2 separate regions of the Zea mays genome follow, and region 2 is linked to region 1. A link is a contact called in public Hi-C data. All regions are on one chromosome and are shown on one strand. The core of a region is the stretch at or near the end of the contact, and the rest is flanking DNA. Distances in the headings are between cores, read along the strand shown. Region 1 holds the start of LOC100283415. Region 2 holds the start of LOC100282116.

Region 1 (5,029 bases), core at 476-2,975:
GTTCTCCATTAATCATAAAGTTTTAGCAACAAACTACTACAATGAAACCCCCATACCCAATTTCAGTAAACACTCTATGATCAATGTAGTCAGGCATAACTGAGTTTCAAATGAAATTGTTAAGAAAATACCTGGTTGATGAAGAAATTTAAGACCGACAAATTTTTTATTTGAGATTCCCTTCGCAACTGCAAAAGTTCAGTGTACCTAGGAATACATCTACCATCCAGTGCAGCTTATGCAGATGTTGTAGTTTCAACATCAGAAAACCGAACTAACGCAACAAGATAAAAAAGCATAACCTTGAATAAAAGCATGAGCCTAGACAAAGAAAAAAAATAGAGAAATCATGACAGTGTTATCAATAAAATACATTACTGCTATGGATGACAGATGAGACATGTGATAGAATAAGTAAAACCATCACCTGATAACCAGATGCTTTCTCAAATGTAGCAAATGGAGGGAGATGCTTATCAAACCTGAATGTCTCTTACACTGTAAGCTCTCCTCACCCCAAACGCTGCCTCAAAGTCCACCCCTTGGAAGTCTAGAAAGTTTGGCCTGACAGGTCCATTCATCCAATCTGCTGAGTTGAGACATCTATAGAAGCCTGGGCACGATAGGCTGTCGTCACGCTTGGAGCCAAATTGTGGAAAACTCTGCTGCCTCCCCAAAACAATCAATACTTTCTTATGCATTCAAGAAAAATATATTTATTACTCACCATTACTGTCGGTGCCTGGCCCTGGCCCTGGCACGCGCCCTCCTTGGCGTCACGGTTTCCCACCGTGACCCTCCTACATATAGAGGAAGGCCTCGCCCTAAGAGTGGCATCTCGGTGGAGGGCGAGGCGGGCATATGAGAACATGCCCGTCTTCCTCGATCTCGTGCTTCAGACCCGGAAGAGAAGGGGATGCGAATACCTGGTCGGTGCTCTTGCGGGGCGGTTGCAGAGCGAGGAGGGGGGCAGAGATGCGAGCGCGTGCGGCTGCTACGAGCGTGGAACAGACATGGGGATGACGATGGAGGAGCGGAGAGGCGGCGATAGCGGGAGCAGCGCATGGGTTGAGGCTCATGGGAGCATGACGCTAGGGTTTTGCGACGCGACATGCGACGGGGGTGCAGAGGGGTCCTTCCTGAGGTGCGCGCGGCGGAAATGCAGCGATGACGAGGTTCTCTTCGCAGGCGAGCACGTGGTCGAGGCGCGCGCGGGACCAAAGCCAGTCAACGCCGACGGGGCGGGAGCAGGTAGTCCGCGGCGGACGACTCCTTGCCGCGCTTCCCGCCGCCGCAAAAGAAGTAGCCGCGCGTGCGTAGGTGGAAGAGGTCCCTCGGCGGTGATTGGGGGGATATCGCAATGGGGGAACTAGGGTCGCTGGGTAGGTGGGGGCATCGCATCGGCCATACGACATTCTGGGCAGCGATCTCGACGGGATTCTCACGGTGTTACGGAGGTGGTCGGGGGAGAGATAGAACATGGTGCACGTAGAGGTGGTAATGGATCGTGATCCAAATAGTTCTTCACAAAATGTCAAGGCCATAAATAAATTATAGTTCAAAAATGACTAGAAATAAAGCCCGATCCTAACCCGCTTCGATCCTTAAATCTTATAGTGCAAAAATTATAGCCCATTGTCAGCCCTAGGTGCACGGTATGAACACCTACACACCGTGCTTATAGAGTAGTAGAGGTATACCATTCTGCGTCTGATTGTATACTTGGTTCACAAGCAAAAATCGTCCAGTGTTTTTTTTTTCGTTCTTTGCCGTTTCTGCACACAAGTACTAGTCGTCTCCTAGTCCTCTCCTCTGTACTAGTCGTCGAGTCTGCTTCCATTCTGTTCAAGTTAGCGCCGCTAATCCGCTCCCTATTCACCATCCAATCCAATCGGCTTCCCCCAGGCACCCATGGCGACGGCGGTGGAGGTTCCCGTGGAGGCGCCGGTGAGTGCTGCTGCTGCATCATCCCTCCCTCTCTGAACCCTCTTCCGGTGGGCGGTGGCGCGCTGGATCCGGTTCGCCTCATGCCGGTGCGGGGGCGCCGACGCACCCTACCGCCCGTGAGAGTTTTGCCTAGGCTTAACCGCCTCCCGCCCACCCCGAGTGCGTGCCTGGGCCGAGTTCCTTGCTGGCCTGCGGGAGAAGCTTGATGCAGCGAGCAAGCTTCGCTGCCGATCCGGCGGGGCTAGGGTTCGTTTGTATCTGGGCGTAGTTGGATTGCAGCGTAGCTTGCTCGTATAGTCGCATACTCGCATGTATCTGCGAGACCGAGTGGAAACAAAGAGATAGATGAGCACGCACTGCGCGGGAGCATGCCCGCGTCGCGTGCTTCGCAGATCGACATCATCGGGGACTAGTAGCTTAGGCTCCCAACGTTGTGGGTTCGGTCCAGAGGATTTGCTGCAAGTAGTCTTACCAGTATAGGCTAGTTTACATCACTGTTGAATGATTTGTGACATGGTCTAGATCTTGCTGTGACTCTAGCAGTCTAGCAATCACTATAGGGGTGCGCGGTTGTGAATGAGAAGATACTAAGCGCTGTGATACGCCCAGGGGATTGCTGCGAGTAGGATCATACCGTACTAGTTGATACCATACCATACTAGTAACTAGTTGTCTAGTTGATACTTGATACCCACACACGATTTGTTACATGTTTTAGAGTTTGATTTGACTACCAGGTTCTGCAACTGCAAAAGCATTCACGGACTACCAAATGCATATGCCTTTACCACTCCTTCATTGAATCATTGGGACTAATGGTGCCAGACCGCTTGAGAAAATAATCTCTAGCCATGTGGGGATAGCATTCTGAGGAGACAATACCTTTATATGCATGCAAGTTTGAAAGGAATACTTGGATCCTCTATTCCTCTCTGCCGTTTATACAGTTGTCAAAAAAAGTCAATGAGATCTAGCTCATGAGCTTTACAGGCATCCCAATGGTAGTATCTACTAAGCTTGCTTCTACGATAGAGATAATGTTTGTCTTTTTAATGCTTCTCAGCTGATTTTCACAAGCCTGGGTATGGTTTACATGTATGCAAATGAGAAAGCTCAAGTCAATAGGCCAAAGGAACTAATATCCACTGATTTTCGCAATTGTCCCTTCCCTCGTTTTGTCAATCATTATAGTCTTCAGTACTTATTTCAAAACTCATATTAATGTTCCATTTATTGCAGGTGAGGACAGTGAAGGTCACCAATGTCTCTCTTAGTGCAACTGTGCAAGACATTAAGGAGTTCTTTTCCTTTTCAGGAGATATTGATCATGTGGAGATGCAGAGGTTCGTAAAACCTGTCCAACTAGGCCGCCCCTTCTGTTTTCATGTCCATACGAGCCCTTGATTGCCATCCTCATTAGCTTGTTTCTCTTTACTTTGGCAGTGGTGATGAGTGGTCCCAAGTTGCATATGTCACTTTCAAAGATGCACAAGGCGCAGAAACAGCACTTCTTCTTTCGGTCAGTACCTGAGGGAGGCCTTAATACGATTCAGTGGAATTCTAACAATAGTCCACTCTATGATTTTCACTACTTGACTATAATTGATCACCATAGCGCTGCTGCTAGTGTACCCATTTGCTTGGGACCAAAAAATGTTGTTCTTGTATTAGAGCTACGACTAAATGCTTCACTGAAATAGAATGTTTGTGGTTCACTTTAGCAGAATTTGCAAATTGCAAGGAATTTGCTGTCATTGCAACATTGCGTAGTGTTAGTACTTCTAGAAAAATAACATCAATGAAATTTTGTACAACTGTCACAGGGTGCCACAATAGTTGATCTTTCTGTCATCATTGCACCTGCTCCAGAGTATCAGCCACCTCCTACTGCCTCTGCTCCACCAATGGTATGATATGCTGCTAGTTTTTGTGCTCACCTTGTCTGCATTTAGTTGCTGATGTGAGGCTCTATCTTGAATTGAACATGATACACAATTCTAAAAATATGTATTCTTTATGCTGAGAAACTGATTTTTTTTTTTCATTTTCTCGATACCACACCACTGTAGTTTTGCTGTCTGTAGTATCTTTGACACATCTGCTTCTTAACTCAAATTCAAATCAGTAGGTCAAATGTATATTTATCTCTGTTCTAATTGGTGAGCACAACCTGTGACATTTTTATTTACATTCCATCACCGTTGTTCTGTGAGTAGTTTTGAAAGGACCCTCTATATGTACTATAGTTCGCCACATTTCTAAGAATTAAGGTCCCTCAGGCCAAGTATAATGGTAAATTTCATACGTTTATCAATTCAGTTGACATCCACTTACCTTTTTGCATGTCACACATATGAAAATTATCTAGTGTGATTTCCATGCACCAGAGAGGCAGAGCCAGAGCTTGTTTCATTATCTGTCCAGAATTGTATTCATGACAACGAAAGCCATTCCTTATTGTAGTAGCCACATATTAATAGCTCCAGTATGTTTTCTTATAGAAAAAAAATACATCAGTAATTTGTACTGAACATTATATTCTGTTGTCAGAGTGGAACCAGAGTTCCAGTTGGTGGTGGAGACAACAACGTTGTTCACAAAGCCGAGGACGTTGTGAGCACTATGCTTGCCAAGGGTTTCGTGCTAGGCAAAGACGCGGTTGGCAAGGCCAAAGCATTCGATGAGAAGCATGGCTTCACATCCACAGCCGGTGCTACAGTGGCCTCAATTGACAAGAAGATTGGGCTGACTGATAAGATCACGACAGGCACTTCCTTGGTTAGCGGGAAGGTGAAGGAGATGGACCAGAAGTTCCAGGTCTCCGACAAGACCAAGTCTGCACTCGCTGCCGCCGAGCAGAAGGTGAGCAGTGCCGGGTCTGCCATCATGAAGAACAGGTACGTCTTCACCGGCGCGTCATGGGTCACCAGCGCGTTCAACAAGGTCGCCAAGACCGCCACGGACGTCGGGACGATGACCAAGGAGAAGATGGCCGCCGAGGAGCATCACAAGGGCTCTGGCCCGTCTTCTGGCGGCCACTCGTACACGCCCATCCGATGATTCATGCATTGGCTTGCTGTTA
Region 2 (4,676 bases), core at 2,037-4,536, 220 kb after region 1:
ATCTTAACAAAGTCTATAATGGAAGCAGAACTTGTAGCATTAGACACTGCTGGGGCTGAGGCCGAGTGGCTTCGTGATTTCCTATTGGACTTACTGGTAGTTGAAAAACCGATACCGGCTATTTCCATGAACTGTGACAACCAAACTGTGATTACAAAGGTTAACAGTTCTAGGAATAACATGAAGTCTACAAGGCATGTTAAGAGAAGATTGAAATCTGTCAGAAAGCTGAAAAACTCCGGAGTTATAACTGTGGATTATGTCCACACATCGAATAATCTGGCAGATCAATTCACTAAGGGTCTGTCACGCAATGTGATAGAAAGTGCATCGAGAGAAATGGGTATGAGACCCATGTGAAATCTACTCTAGTGGTAACCTGCTCTATGTGATCGGAGATCCCATGAAGTAGAGTGGAGAAACAAGCTAGGAGTAGATTGTGAGGAAAGATCCCTTCCTTAACTCATTTCTGATGCACATCTTTCCTATCTGTAAGGCAGGATGATTTTTACCTTAATGTATTCCAAGAGTCTTATAAAGGTAAGATATTGTCCTACAGAACATCTTCTGAGGAATACACCTATATGAGTTAGACTGCTGGTCACAGTCTATGGGACTTGGGTAATCCCTAAATACTCATGAAAGGCAATGAAGTGTGACTTATATGCTTCTAAACAGCGGGAATACCCTTTTGCAGCCTAGTATCAGCAAATGATTTGAGTGAATCTCACTTCACACAAAACTGTCAATTCAAGGCTTAGTCCATTGTTCAGTTGTGAATGGGTGAAACTTTTATTCTAGATGGATGTTCAACTTAACAGCCTCCATCGAAACACTGCTATATCAAAGGATTGTGATTCTGATACTTCATCATTACAAACCCTAGAGTTTGGTGGGGATTGTTGGACCTTTTATGGGCTTGGCCCATTTATTGAATAAACTCTATTGTGTGTAATGGTGGAGAATATCAATAGTACCATATTGGAAGTCCAAGGGTCTGTTGGCTTGACTTATATGGTGGGAATTATTCCACTTAATTTGAGAAGTCAAGAAACGGACAAGGGCGTGCCACACGCGCGCGCGCGCCGCCGCCGGCCGGGCCGGGCGAGGCGACGCGAGGCAGGCAGGCGAGCGGGCGTGTCGTGGTTGTGTTAATTTTTAGCACTCATTAACCGCGGGAGTTTCAGCTCTTGCCCGTCTCTTGGTGTGCCGCATGCGAGACCCTTGTCCTTCAGCTGCCCGTCTCTTGGCGTGCAGCATGCGACCTTTCTCCTTCAGCTTCCCTCTGCGAGAGGTTAAGTATAGGAGAACCCCTAGCACTTGGTACAGGAGAACAAAACCATTTCAGAGTCACAGCCCAGCCGCAAGTGAGAGTATTTTCCATCTCGTGACTCTGCGCGCACAGAGAAGCGAGAGGGCAGGTGCCTCCGAAGCCCTTGCCGTTCGAGACCTTGCACGGGGATCGACAATTAGGTTTTTTGGGAGCGTCTACGTGACTGCCCAAAATATCTTCTTTCTGGCGACATGACAAGGGAAGCTGTACAAGGATCTGGATCATCAGAGCGCATGGGAGGGTATGATCAGTTTATTTCCTTAATATTTTACGTTCTGCAGATTATAGATGTTTCATATATTCATCTGTGTTGTTTTATATGTAGCAATGATTTTATCTTATCTGTTCTGTCTTATTATAATATGTTATATCTGTTTGTTTTAATTTTTACTGTCATGTTGTTTATGTTTCTATCTGTTTATTTTCAATTGTTGAGTTAGTTTACATGGTTATTATATTTATATGATTTATATGCTTCATATGCTTTGTGTTCTCATTATCCATATTGTTATGGATATATTTGAGATCACGATTTCTATGGTTAATTATCTTTTATATGTCATTATCATAATGTTAATCTATGTAATTAAAATGATATGAAAAATGTCTATAATTCTAACAATTTATCCTTCAAGAAAAAAACAGAATAAAGATAAGACGAAGCTTAACTTCAATTTCTAAAAATCATCAACATCGATCAATAAGCATGCATAATCCCATTGATTCATTTCAAGGGGGGATTTCTCCTTCATTTTTCCTCTTCAAAATTATAGACCGTGACCTCGTTGATTAATGTAATATATATGCTCTTTAAGCTGCTTCTTCCAGCAACAGCTGGTTTTGGATCTGTAATAATGTACGCTGTGTTCCATTATCTAATAAGCATAATCTCATTGATTGATTTTCAAGTGGGGAAATCCTCTTCCATTTTTCCTCTTCTATGAGAGGAGGCTACTACCTGCCGGCCGGCTTGATGGATCAGGCCCATGCCAGGTTGCAGGCCGGTCGGCCCTATCTCCAACACAGCTGGCCTGGGCCACCTCACGGTCCCTGGCGATCACGCAAGATAAAATCCCAGCCATCGCCATCAGCCGATCAGTTGTGAGCTAGGTACATGGGGATCTGAATTAGGTGAACAACAGTTCGTATCTACAGTGCAAAATTGCAACCTACCTCTCTGACAATGTCCACGTTGTTGCCGTTGTCTTCGTTTGCTTTGATCGGAAGCAAACAGGCACAATCGTCCAATCTTTCTAATACCTGCACTGACCAATTGGTTCTACATATGAAGACAGGAATGACAGTGATGCTATGTGAGAAGAAGTTTAGCTTATGCAGCTCTTGTAACCGTTTGACCTGTACTCTGCAATCATGTGGTCTGATCTATGAAATATGCTCAAGATGTAGCTGTTGCGTTTTGTGCTATTACTTGTGAATGGAACAAATTCCTGGTATCCAAGCATGGCTTGTGTGCAGCTACACATGGTCCAGACATGAAATCTGATCCAGCCAAGCTACACTAGTTAAAAAAAAAAGAAACAGCAAATGTTGCACCGGTTGGGCCGGCCTGCTGTTGGCCTTTCCCAACTCCTACGAACGGGCCACCTAGATAGGCCCAAACAAATAAACAGGCCCCGTCCGTGTGGTGCTTATTATTCGACTGAGGGCTTTTTTTTGCTCCCGTGACCTCTTTTAAGGCGTGTTTAGGAGCAAAGAAAGTAGATGGAAATAAAAGGAGTTAAAATCTCTTACTATTCAAAAATTAAATAGTCCGAAAAATAGCGAAGAATATCGGTTGTTTTACTGGAAGGAAAAATAAAAAAATCCGTTTTTTTAGCACATGGAGAGGGTATTTGTTTATTTATTAACAAATTAGTAGGAGCATACACCAAGAAGAAAAAAACCGACAAGTGTCACCGTACCACAAAAAAAAACACACACACAGGGGAGGGAGACGAGACGAGATCCAAAATTCCCTGGCGGTGGGCTGTGGGCTGTGGCTGGTAATAAAGCTCGCGCCACGGGAGCCACGCACGCGGACGCCGGCATATTCGCCAAACGCATCGCATCGGCCTCAGCCACCGGCGCGGCTGCCCTCCTCTTCTCCGTCGATCCGGAGAGGACTTTCTCTCGCCTGCTCGTCTCTCCCGCCCCCGCCGGCCGGCCGGTCCTCTTCCCGGCCCACTCCATTCCGATCGACCATGGCGGCTACCGCCCCCAACGGCAATCCCACTGTCAGGTACGGCTCCCGCCTCGTTCCATCATGCGATGAGAGTTAACTACCCCCCCCCCCCCCCCCCCCCCCCCCCCCGTCGCGTGAACAGAGCGCCATCCAATGACGCCACTTCGTTGCGGTTTTAGATTTACCACCCACTCGTTCCGAGCCTGTGCGTGGTCAATATGTGTGTGAGATGAATTACATACTGTTTCTGCTCTTCTTCTTCTGAAACCGTCGAGTTGCGTGACTACCATCGAGCGATGCACAGCCTGAGATTTATCGCGCGCGCACAAACACGCATACTCGTTCCAAGTTCCTGATCACCTGATGATTCAAATGATGGGCAATTGCCAATTGGGCATGATCTGCAGCTCCCTCGCGGCAACCGTTCCGGTCCAGGCGGTTCTGTTCGACATCGACGGGACCCTGTGCGACTCGGATCCCCTCCACCACGTCGCTTTCCAAGAGATGCTTCTCGAGGTACGGTGGAACGTCGCTTTTCCCTGTTTCACTTTTCTTTTTTTAAACCAACGAGCTGCCTGCGATGTGATGTGGTTTGATTTACGAAACCAAAATGGCTGGCATGGCATACGCAGATCGGGTACAACAATGGCGTGCCGATAGACGAGGAGTTCTTCATCAAGAACATCGCTGGGAGGAGTGACGTCGAAGCTGCCCAGAACCTGTTCCCGGACTGGGAGCTTGAGAAGGGGCTCAAATTCCTAGAGGACAAGGAAGCCAAATACAGGAGGTACGTACAAATGATAGCTGTGGTTTTCCTCAGTATTAGATCAACTGAAAGATTCAGAGAGTAAGCGTGTTGTCCATTGTTACAAGTTTACAACAGTAAACCCCTTTGCGTACCGTAGCACATACATAAATAACATCCATTTCAGCGCTATCACGCAAAAAAAAAACACCAACTTTTTGCTACTCAGAGAGATCGATTACTAGGTTGTGGAGAGTTCTGTCATTTCCTACAGCGCCCATTCGCTGCTGATTCTGCGGAATGTGATCCTTTCATAATCATTACAATACATTGCATTGCATTACAGAACTGATAGGTTCGTTATGACAACGTGCATGAGTGACTGAATGTTTCTAGTTGTTGGTTCTTTTTATTCA

The links. A called contact is a pair of places that touch in the nucleus more often than the background predicts.
Region 2: a Hi-C map of leaf shows a contact between it and region 1, with 5 times the contacts expected there. The contact joins the promoter of LOC100282116 here to the promoter of LOC100283415 in region 1. A contact is called at or near these places in 7 of 25 Hi-C or Micro-C datasets (bundle sheath, ear, endosperm and 2 more).

Annotation. Positions count from the first base shown.
Region 1 is chr9:28,627,294-28,632,322 of Zm-B73-REFERENCE-NAM-5.0, forward strand. It overlaps LOC100283415, which reads left to right and starts at 1,726. Exons shown (of 5, transcript NM_001156316.2): 1 at 1,726-1,947; 2 at 3,187-3,290; 3 at 3,391-3,466; 4 at 3,771-3,854; 5 at 4,498-5,029. The coding sequence starts at 1,912. The coding sequence ends at 5,007.
Region 2 is chr9:28,844,040-28,848,715 of Zm-B73-REFERENCE-NAM-5.0, forward strand. LOC100282116 reads left to right here and starts at 3,287. Exons shown (of 5, transcript NM_001155029.2): 1 at 3,287-3,572; 2 at 3,923-4,031; 3 at 4,148-4,302. The coding sequence starts at 3,535.